Regions from separate parts of the Mus musculus genome. Here region 1 is linked to region 2. The links are chromatin contacts, called in public Hi-C maps. All regions are on one chromosome and are shown on one strand. The core of a region is the stretch at or near the end of the contact, and the rest is flanking DNA. Distances in the headings are between cores, read along the strand shown. Region 1 has its middle 3.9 kb from the start of Gm24851. Region 2 overlaps Gm30735 (a long non-coding RNA gene).

Region 1 (4,405 bases), core at 1,755-4,254, 110 kb before region 2:
ACAATTGGCCAAGGATTGAGGGATTCGAGATTGGCTCAAACATTGTATATAAGCATATGCACTGGCCAGATTCTGGTCTCCAGGCGGATTTCCCCAGGATTCATCATCTGACTGTGTCCCCTCACCCCTAATCCTCGCTCCTGTTCCCTCATGTTATCATCTCTGAAAATAGAACACAGAAAATTTCAGTATCGCTTTGAACTTAGACGCAAAAATCCACAACAAAATTAATTCAAACATATCCACCAATGTGTTCTTAAAAATCTATACTGTGACCAGGCAGGTTTTATTCTCTCTATACAAGAATGATTCAACATTTAAAAAAAATTAATTTATATAATACATAACAACAGGCCGAGCAGAAGAAAATCTGTGGTCCTAGCAATTGACACTTAGAGCATACTTGAAAATCATGCTAATGGTGATTAAAAAACCAAAACAAAACCTTTCAGACCATTGGATAGAGGGTTATTTTCTAAACTTGTTATAAAGTAACTTAAAATCCCTACAGTTGATAGTAAATTGAATAATGAGATTATAGATTAAAGACTTTATTTCTGGATTATTAAATAATCTTTATTTATTTGCTTGTTTGTTTTGGTATGGTCATCGCTCCTTCTATTCTGTATGAAGTATGAAGACTCCTAAAAATGGTGGTCACAGTGTGTTTCTTCCTGAGAGAACTACTATACACGAACACTAATACTTAATGGGCTTCTTGCAATGTGCCAAACTCTATGTTAGGTTTTCCATTCATATTTAATCATCAGAACAATCTCTGAGTTCCATACATTTTTGCCAAGTTTACACAGCTACTCAGCAGCAAAATCACACTCCGAGCTTGCATCGACACGGCACTTTGCACTCGTGGATCATCAGCCAGCTTTTCCCAGTGATACCCCCAGGAAGTTGCCTGTCCTGAGAATACAGAAAGCTCTTCCCTCCCTCCTTGTCACTCTCGTCCACAGATTTCTCCCTTACTTACTTCCTTGCCTTCGCCTACTCTGCGATACTGCCTGCCGCACACCGGAACCCATGAATACAGAGCGGGAAGTGAGAGGCTGTGATCGCTTGTGAGGTATCTTAGCTTCGTGCTTTTTATACGGAGCTGTAGCATTCAAATGAAACACTCCTCTGGACTGTTTTCCATACCATAAAGCACCCGGCAGAGGTGCAAGGACTCCACCCAACAAGTAACAGCCTCTTCATTACAAAACATCATAAGCACCCAAAATATCCTCCAAGGAGCAAACTGTAAGCCGGAAGAACCTTCTAGGGTATATAGAGGCTTCGTAGTAAATGAAAAGCTGAAGTAGCAGAGCCGATTTTAGGTCCATCTCCACTTGTTAAAGACATCTTAAAATAGAAGACATAACAAAAAAAAAAATCTGCCTCTAAAAGCTTTCTTTTGAGAAAATATGGGCAGAAAAAAAAGCTTGGGCAGAAAAAAAAAAAAAAAAGCCTTTATAAAATGAAGATCCAGCTTGCCTATCCAAATAATCACTATCTTCCTGTCTGGAGGTCCCAGGCACAAGGTAATTGCCTCTCAGTGCTACTTTGTTACCCGTGATCTGAATAAAGCACTCTCACAAGCCCCTTGGGAGCAGTCCCACCGGAGTCCTTCAGGGAGCCTCGCTCGGAACTGTAATTTGTTCCAGACACTCTGAGCAAATTACATTCTTCCTTGAGCTCTAAACTTGATAATTAGATGAGTTCATTTAAAGTTAAAAATACAGTGAAGTAGAACATTGTCCTTGTGCCAGGTGTCAACCTGGGGTGGGGACAGAATGGAGGGAGACCTCAAAGACCAAACTCAAGGTTTTGGTGCAAGCTTTGCTCTTGTGTTGGATGGGGTGTAGGTGTCAAGCTCATGTCAGTCTTGCATCTTTACCCACTGAGATGTCTCTCAGGACCAGCAACAAATACTCCTCAGTGTTCTGCTTGCTGGTAAGTCCACAACCCATCCAGATTCTAGCAGATTACATTCTGGAAGGTTCTGCGGTTTGCTGTGAGTGTCCTTCTGTGGCAGAAAGCCGAGGGGTTGAAGGGTTGAAATGTTGGTCTAATCCTCATGACTCGGCCTTGCAAGGGGTGCCATCATAGTCCTACACTACTATACCCCGCTGTGTAGCCTATTTTACCAAGGTAATAACTTCAGGTACCAGATTTCCGCCCTTTTCATTTATCCATCAAAGACATGGTTTTGCTTTGTTTAACACTACTACACTCCAGAAAATGTGGAAGAGGCACTAACATTCAAACGATAATCATAGTGGTTGTCCAAAGTAGGCCATTCATATCCCTGCTATGGTTCTCTGCAGTCTACACTGCCCACCTCCTAACGTGCAAGCATCCCCCCATCTGAATGACTAGTGAGGGAACGGGCTGCCAGCTAAGCCCATACTCTGTATTCTCAAACACAGTGGCACCATCCTTCACAGATAAGTGCTGGGCAAAGATGCAGCTGCCTTTGTTATTTGTGTCATGTAACCCCTATCGGTACTTTATGTGTGTATGAAAGGAAAAAAAAAATCTGACCTTAAAGAGCAGACAGTGTTAGAAAAGAAGTGTCTGTGCTTCTGTCTAGTGTACGTGTTTTTTAAACTTCAGAACATTAAATGAATATTTTATTTTTAACTTTCTGTTCTTACTTTGATTTAACGAAGACACTTCCAGTTTTCATTTAGTTTGAAACGAGCATTTGTTTTCATTGTTTCTGATCTGCCTGCTGGCTCAGTCCTTGTTTCACTGTCTTGGATAAACCAAACAAGCCACTGGAATGTGGGATGGTTAGCTAACAGCTGAGCCTGGCCTGCATGTCTGTCTTAGTAAGGATTTTACTGTTGTGAATAGACACCATGACCAAGGTAACTCTTATAAAGGACATTTTAATTGGGGCTGGCTTACATATTCAGAGGTTCTGTTCAAGGTGGGAGCAAGGCAGCATCCAGGCAAGCATGATGCAAAGGGAGCTGAAAGTTCTACATCTCAATCTGAAGGCTGCTAGGAGAAGACGGGCTTCCAGGTAGCTAGGATGAGAGTCTTAAAGGTCACGCTCACTGTGACACATTCAACAAGTCCACACCTACTCCCAAAGGGTCACACCTCCAAATGGCACCACTCCCTGGGCGAAGCATATTCAAACCATCACAGTGTCTATGCATTAGCCTGGCAGGAGGCCAAACAAACAGAACACAGATTTCAGATGCTATGTATGGGCAATGTGACAGCTCCAGCAGGCCAGCACGGCCCTCTGCCTCCATCTTCTGCCAAGCAGCCTCTTTTGGAGACAGGAGAAAAGAATGCTAGAGCAGAGGGCATGTGTACATGTGTGTTCTATGTGTTCAGAGTATGCAAAGATGAACAAGAAATTCAGTGACATCACGGATCTCCTCACCTCCTCAGAGGAGCCACAGAGCAGGTAAATGTCTTATGCTTGGCACAGTTGCATTGATTAGCTATTGATTTTCATGTTTCCCTTGGTGCACTGTGTGTGGCCAGGGCACATGGTTTCCATCCAGTGCCATGCTTGCACCCAGGAACAGGCACAGTATCTTGAACTGTGTGTGGTCATATCAATCCCAAACATTTCTTTTCTTTTCTCTTCTTTTCTTTTCTTTTTTCTTTGTTTGTTTATTTGTTTGTTGTTGTTGTTGTTTTCGAGACAGGATTTCTCTGTGTATCCATGGCTGTCCTGGAACTCACTCTGTAGACCAGGCTGGCCTTAAATTCAGAAATCCACCTGCCTCTGCCTCCCAAGTGCTGGGATTAAAAGATGTGCGCCACCACTGCCCAGCAATCCCAAACTTTTAAAGATTTATTTTTTATCTGTATGTGTGTTTCTCTGCCTGGGCTTGGTTGAACATGTGTATGCATTGCACACAGAGCCAGAAGGCATCAGGTTCCCTGGAACTGGACTTACAGATGGTTGTGAACCTCTATGTGGGTGCTGGGAAGTGAGCCTCCATCCTCTGCAAAAGCAGCCAGTGCTCTAACCTCTGAGCCATCTCTCCAGCGCTCAGTACTAATTTATAACATTAATTTTGAGCTATCATTCTCATCTTATTTTGCTCAAATTAGGTGGAAATGTTTTTTTTTAATATGGGTAGTTACAGTGTTAGCAACACTCTTGCAATTTAATGAGAAAAGGAGACCACTTTATTGATGAATATTTATATCAATGGAATTTGGATGGCTAACATATTCAAGCCCAAAAGAAATGGAAAAAAACATATATATGTATATATATATATATATATATATATATAGAGAGAGAGAGAGAGAGAGAGAGAGAGCAAGAGAGAGAGAGAGAGAAACTAGAATACTAAATCACCAGAGACAAAATAATTCAATGAGGAACCATCCTTCATCCAACCGACAGTGAAGAAAATTAGAAGATAATGCT
Region 2 (4,729 bases), core at 1,468-3,967:
TGGGTTCAGTGTGATTGTGATTGCTGGAACAGCCTCTGTGGCTGTTCCATATTGTAACTCAGAAGAAAATGAAAGAAAGACAAACGTGTGACCCCCCCCACCCGCCCCTTGACATGCAGCGTCCCTTTATTCGGTCTTCTGTGATGGCCTACTTGATAATCTTACCAATTTACCAGGCACTGATTAGTAAGCTAACATATGATAATTTTTATAGAGAGAAAAGACAGATTGACACACACACACAAAATGATTCTACCAAACTGGTTAACACTTCAGAAAAATACTGGTATTAATCTTTCTCAAGGAACACACACAATTTCAAATTATTTGATATTTAGGATTTTATAGTAATATCATTTTTCTGACTCCAAATAAAATGTGTTACTGAAAAACAGTAAATATGAAATATTAAATCAAGATCATTATAACATCATTAAAGAGCATACCAATAATTAATATTTTGTATTTTCGTATGTATACAGACAGTTGCATGTTTATACAAAGAACTGTACCAGGTATAAACATTGAAGGTAAACATAGATAAATATGTATGTATATCGGTGTCTGGATATATATAACACAGGCTCAAAGCATGAAACAACTCAGATATTTAGATTAGGCAAATGCAGACAGAGACACCAAGTCTGAGCTCTGGGGACTGAGTTGGATTAATGTGTTCTGGATAAGAGCTGTCTGTGTGCTACAGTCTTGGAGGCACTCAAAGCACAGCTGGACAATCGATTAGTTTTGTCTTTTCAAGGCTCAAAGTTCATAGGATCTTATCTTCCATCTCTGGTTTACACGAACACCCAAAAGAGCAAATAGATCCACGTGTTCATTCATTTAACATGTTATTCATAATTCTAGGATTTTCCTTAGAAGACATATTCCACCAGTGTGTTCTGGGATCTAAATAAGCATGCTTTTCTCAAAATAGTAGGCAGCTGGTCAGGAAAACGGTTGGGAGTTGAACCTTCCTCTCTGGTAATCAGTGAAGGGCCCATGGTCAAAGCCGAGACACGAGGGTGCTGTCTGTGACTCCTGTTGCTCTCAGCGATCACAAGTTCTTATCTCTACCCCGTACTCCGTCTCTGCCATGTGCTTTCTTTATATCTGTTTTCACTTCCCTTAAGTCTGTGCCTGTTAATTGTCCCTAATAGGAGTCTAATACCAAGTGATCACATAGAAGAATCAGGGGTTATGTGTGAGTTAGACAATTATCTCAGAGAGAGAGAGAGAGAGAGAGAGAGAGCGCTGCCCACCAGCATGACGCCATTAGCATTACTCTGAGAGGGAGAAATTGGAAATGTTTGTTTTTACACAATAGCTATGCACTGCTTTTCACATGGATGACAGTTCATATTAATCCACTCACAAAAAAAATGTGTTTTTAATTTACTGATGTTTCTCCTCTTTAAGATAATATAAGAATTTAGCAGTGCTGCAAAGGGTACCGTATGAGATAAATTTAAACAAAGTTAAGAGGAAATAGCTACCATCAAGAATTTGATTCATAGGTTGGTTTGTAATGTGTTTATCTGGAAGTCTTATTAGTAGGAAAAAAAAAAACAAACTCTGAAGTATTTCTCCAAGAAAGTCACTTACTAAAAATATATTAATATTATTTAATGTACTCATAAGAAGAGAGAATGCACGGAGGGAAGCCATCAGATCTGTGAAGCATTCAGCCTGTCCATCTAAGGGTCTGATTTCCTGGGAATAATAGTAAAATTACAGACAAGACATTGTTTTATGACTGAACAAGACGCCTCTAGGTTAGATATATATAAACCTCCTCAGAGCTTCCCAGGCTGCTGGTTGTGGGGTATGTTGTGAAACTAGGAGCCTTCGCAGCTACTTTGGAAGAATAGTAAGTAGACTTAGAAAGTGTGTTGCCCAGGCTGCTTATAGTTCCATGTCAGCTGAGGGGATGATTGTGTGTGTGTGACTTCTCTGTTCCCTTTGCCTGCACAAACCCGGAGCTAAACCCTCAAGCCCACACCTAATGACCCTGTCCTTATGGGAGGGAAATAATCAGACTTTTCCTTCCATGAACTTCAGGCTACCTCAGAGGTACCAGTGGCCAGAAGACCCCAGAGCGCAACACCCAAAGCTCTTCATCAAACCTGAATTCTGTAAGTTTTCCTGATAGATGAGACCATGTAAACGATATAGTATGTTATACATATGTGTATGTGTATATGTGTATGTATGTATGTGTGTGTGTGTATGTGTGTGTGTGTGTGTGTGTGTGTGTATACGTGTATGGGTACATGTATGTGTATGGGTATGGGTATGTGTATGTGTATGTGTATGTGTATGTGTATGTGTATGTGTATGTGTATATGTATATGTATATGTATATGTATATGCATATGCATATGCATATGCATATGCATGCCACATCCAGCCTGGTTTATCATTCCTTTATCTCTTTTAGTTTTTGCATTAAGGGCCCAGTGGTAACATCTTAACATTGATTGTCAGTGACATCAAAATCTCAGCTTTGGCTGTAGAAATCAATGTCTTTATTGCCTTTTTAGTTGGCTTTTATAAATATTTCACGAACTTTCATATAGCTAGGCTGCCTGCCATTTAAAAAAAAAAAAAAAGGTATTCATGATGTTAGCCTGGAATAGGTCTTTAAACCCATTCGTTAAGGTTCGAGTAGCAGGGAGAACAAAGAAGCCTCATTTCAATAAACCTGTAGCTCTGAATACTGAAGACATAGTGCCATCTGGTGGGAGAAAGGAATTCAGGGGGCAATGCTCCAGGAGAGAGAACTGGGGTGGGATGCCAGGCAAAGAGGAAAAATCATTTCCTAACCTCAGGTTCCAGTATGTGGGTGACAGTGATGGGGGTGTGGGGAGAGGTGGTGTAGGGGGCATCTCAGCGGCTGTCATGATGTCACCATAGAGAGAAAGTCACCTTTTTCACACCGATAGCCGTCCCCTTGTAACTCAACAGCTACCTGATAGGTGTCATTCAAAGTGCTGAGATCACCAGTTTAAATAGAGCAGATGAAGGGAATAGGGGACATAGCTCAGCAGTGAAGAGCACTCGCTGCTCTTCTGGAAGACACAAGTTCAGTTCCCTGAACACGGGATGGACAGCTCTATGGCTGTTACAGATGGACATCTGTAACTCTAACTCCTGGGGATCTGACCTCGTCATCGGAACCTTCTGGAATCATTGGAGATGCATTGTAAATAGGTATTCCAAGTTTGTAGTAATAAGTCTCCTATCGTCACTGTCTCTATTCCTTCTACCCTGACATGGTGACTCTTTTTGCAAGTATCCAATGATTCCCAAAGGTTCCTGGGATGGACACCATGTCTTTCTTTAATGTACCAGTCAGACTGCTAGTGCATGCTGGCATTGCATTTCACAAAGCTTACAAGAGTGCTCTCAGTTTCTCCTAACCATAAAAGGCAGGGAGGAATCCAGAATTACCTATTACCCATCAGGGCCCAGAATGTAATGGCAGTGACAACTGATTGAGCAAGCAGAGTTCAGACAAGGACACGGATGCCATTCTCCACTAGATCAGGATCCAAAAATGGACTCAGAAATATCAGTAACTCCAAAGATAATGTGTCCTACTACAGCCTCAGATGCAAATAGCGAAGCCCGAATAGGAGATGCGTCTTTCTCAACAGTGTGAGATTAACATTAGCCTGGGAATGCATCTGTATTTTCAGTCCTGGCTAGTCAACTTCAACACAACTTCATGTGTTTGTAACCAAAACCCAATTTAGTTAGCTAGGTTTCCACTAGTCAAGCAGCCAACTTTTGATCAATCATGGCTACCAGTCTGTCACCTCACCTAAGGATTAAGCAAAAGCTTTGTCCCGCCCGGGGGCCCAAACAAGGTACTGCAGAGCTGTGGCACTCAAACTCGTTCTCTACGGTACTCTGTGTCTAGGCTACAGGAACAGTTGTTCACAACTCTGGGCATGATTCTTCCTCTGGTTCGAGAGATTGCCAGCTTCTTCTGCTATCTGTGCTATAAGAACTGATTCTCGAGAACATTCATCCTGCACACCCGGGGGGAGAGGGGGCGGCGTGTGTGTGTTGTGTGTGTGTGTGTGTGTGTGTGTGTGTGTGTGTGTGTGTAAGTTGGCTTCCGACCTGCAGCCTTCTGTTGTGAGTACTAAGCATGAAGCAATTGCTCTAGGACATTCTTCTGTATTAGTCAGGGTTCTCTAGAGTCACAGAATTTATGGAATGAATCCATATATACCAATGGGCCGCTGAGAATGGAAAGTCCAAGCATCTGGTAGTTGCTCAGCCCCACAAGGCTGATTGTCTCGGCTGGTCTTCAGGATAAGCTGGGATCCTGAAGAAGTGGTCCCCAATGGATATGCTGGCAAAGGGAATGCAAGCAGGCAAAGAAAAGCAAACCCTTCCTTCTTCATTGCCCTTATGTAGGCCTCCTGCAGAAGATTTGGCCCACATTAAAGCCGTGCCTGAAGATCTGGCTGGATTAAAGGTGTGCGTCATCTCACCTCAAGATTTAGATCACAAACTTGGTGTCTTCCCGCCTCAAGATCCAGATCAAAGGTGTGTTTTCTCCCCGACTCAAGATCTGGATCAGAGGTGTGCCCTCCATTTCTGGATTGTAGTTCATGCCAGACAGCGTCAAGTTGACAACCGAAAATAGCCATCACTCACCCCAAGAGAGTATTATCCTCATATTCTGTGGTCATGAGTTGAAAGAAATTTTACT

Evidence for each region. A called contact is a pair of places that touch in the nucleus more often than the background predicts.
Region 1: a contact with region 2 is called in a Hi-C map of cortical neurons, with 2.7 times the contacts expected there. The contact joins two enhancer-like sites. A contact is called at or near these places in 3 of 39 promoter capture datasets (embryonic stem cells, hippocampal neurons and pre-B cells), 1 of 15 datasets of contacts at CTCF or cohesin (pro-B cells), 9 of 484 Hi-C or Micro-C datasets (the AtT-20 cell line, cerebral cortex, cortical neurons and 4 more) and 2 of 9 other capture datasets (embryonic stem cells and liver).

Annotation. Positions count from the first base shown.
Region 1 is chr3:53,845,115-53,849,519 of GRCm38.p6, reverse strand. No RefSeq gene overlaps it. Among named protein-coding and RNA genes, the nearest start is that of Gm24851, 3.9 kb to the right of the region's middle. Within about 2 kb of position 3,004, at least 8 of the 459 cell types and tissues checked have an H3K27ac peak or open chromatin away from gene starts, as enhancers often do. A contact at or near this core is called in cortical neurons, where this site is marked.
Region 2 is chr3:53,733,364-53,738,092 of GRCm38.p6, reverse strand. Gm30735 (a long non-coding RNA gene) reads right to left here. Exons shown (of 5, transcript XR_867291.2): 5 at 327-4,729. Among named protein-coding and RNA genes, the nearest start is that of Gm30735, 33 kb to the right of the region's middle. Within about 2 kb of position 2,717, at least 9 of the 459 cell types and tissues checked have an H3K27ac peak or open chromatin away from gene starts, as enhancers often do. A contact at or near this core is called in cortical neurons, where this site is marked.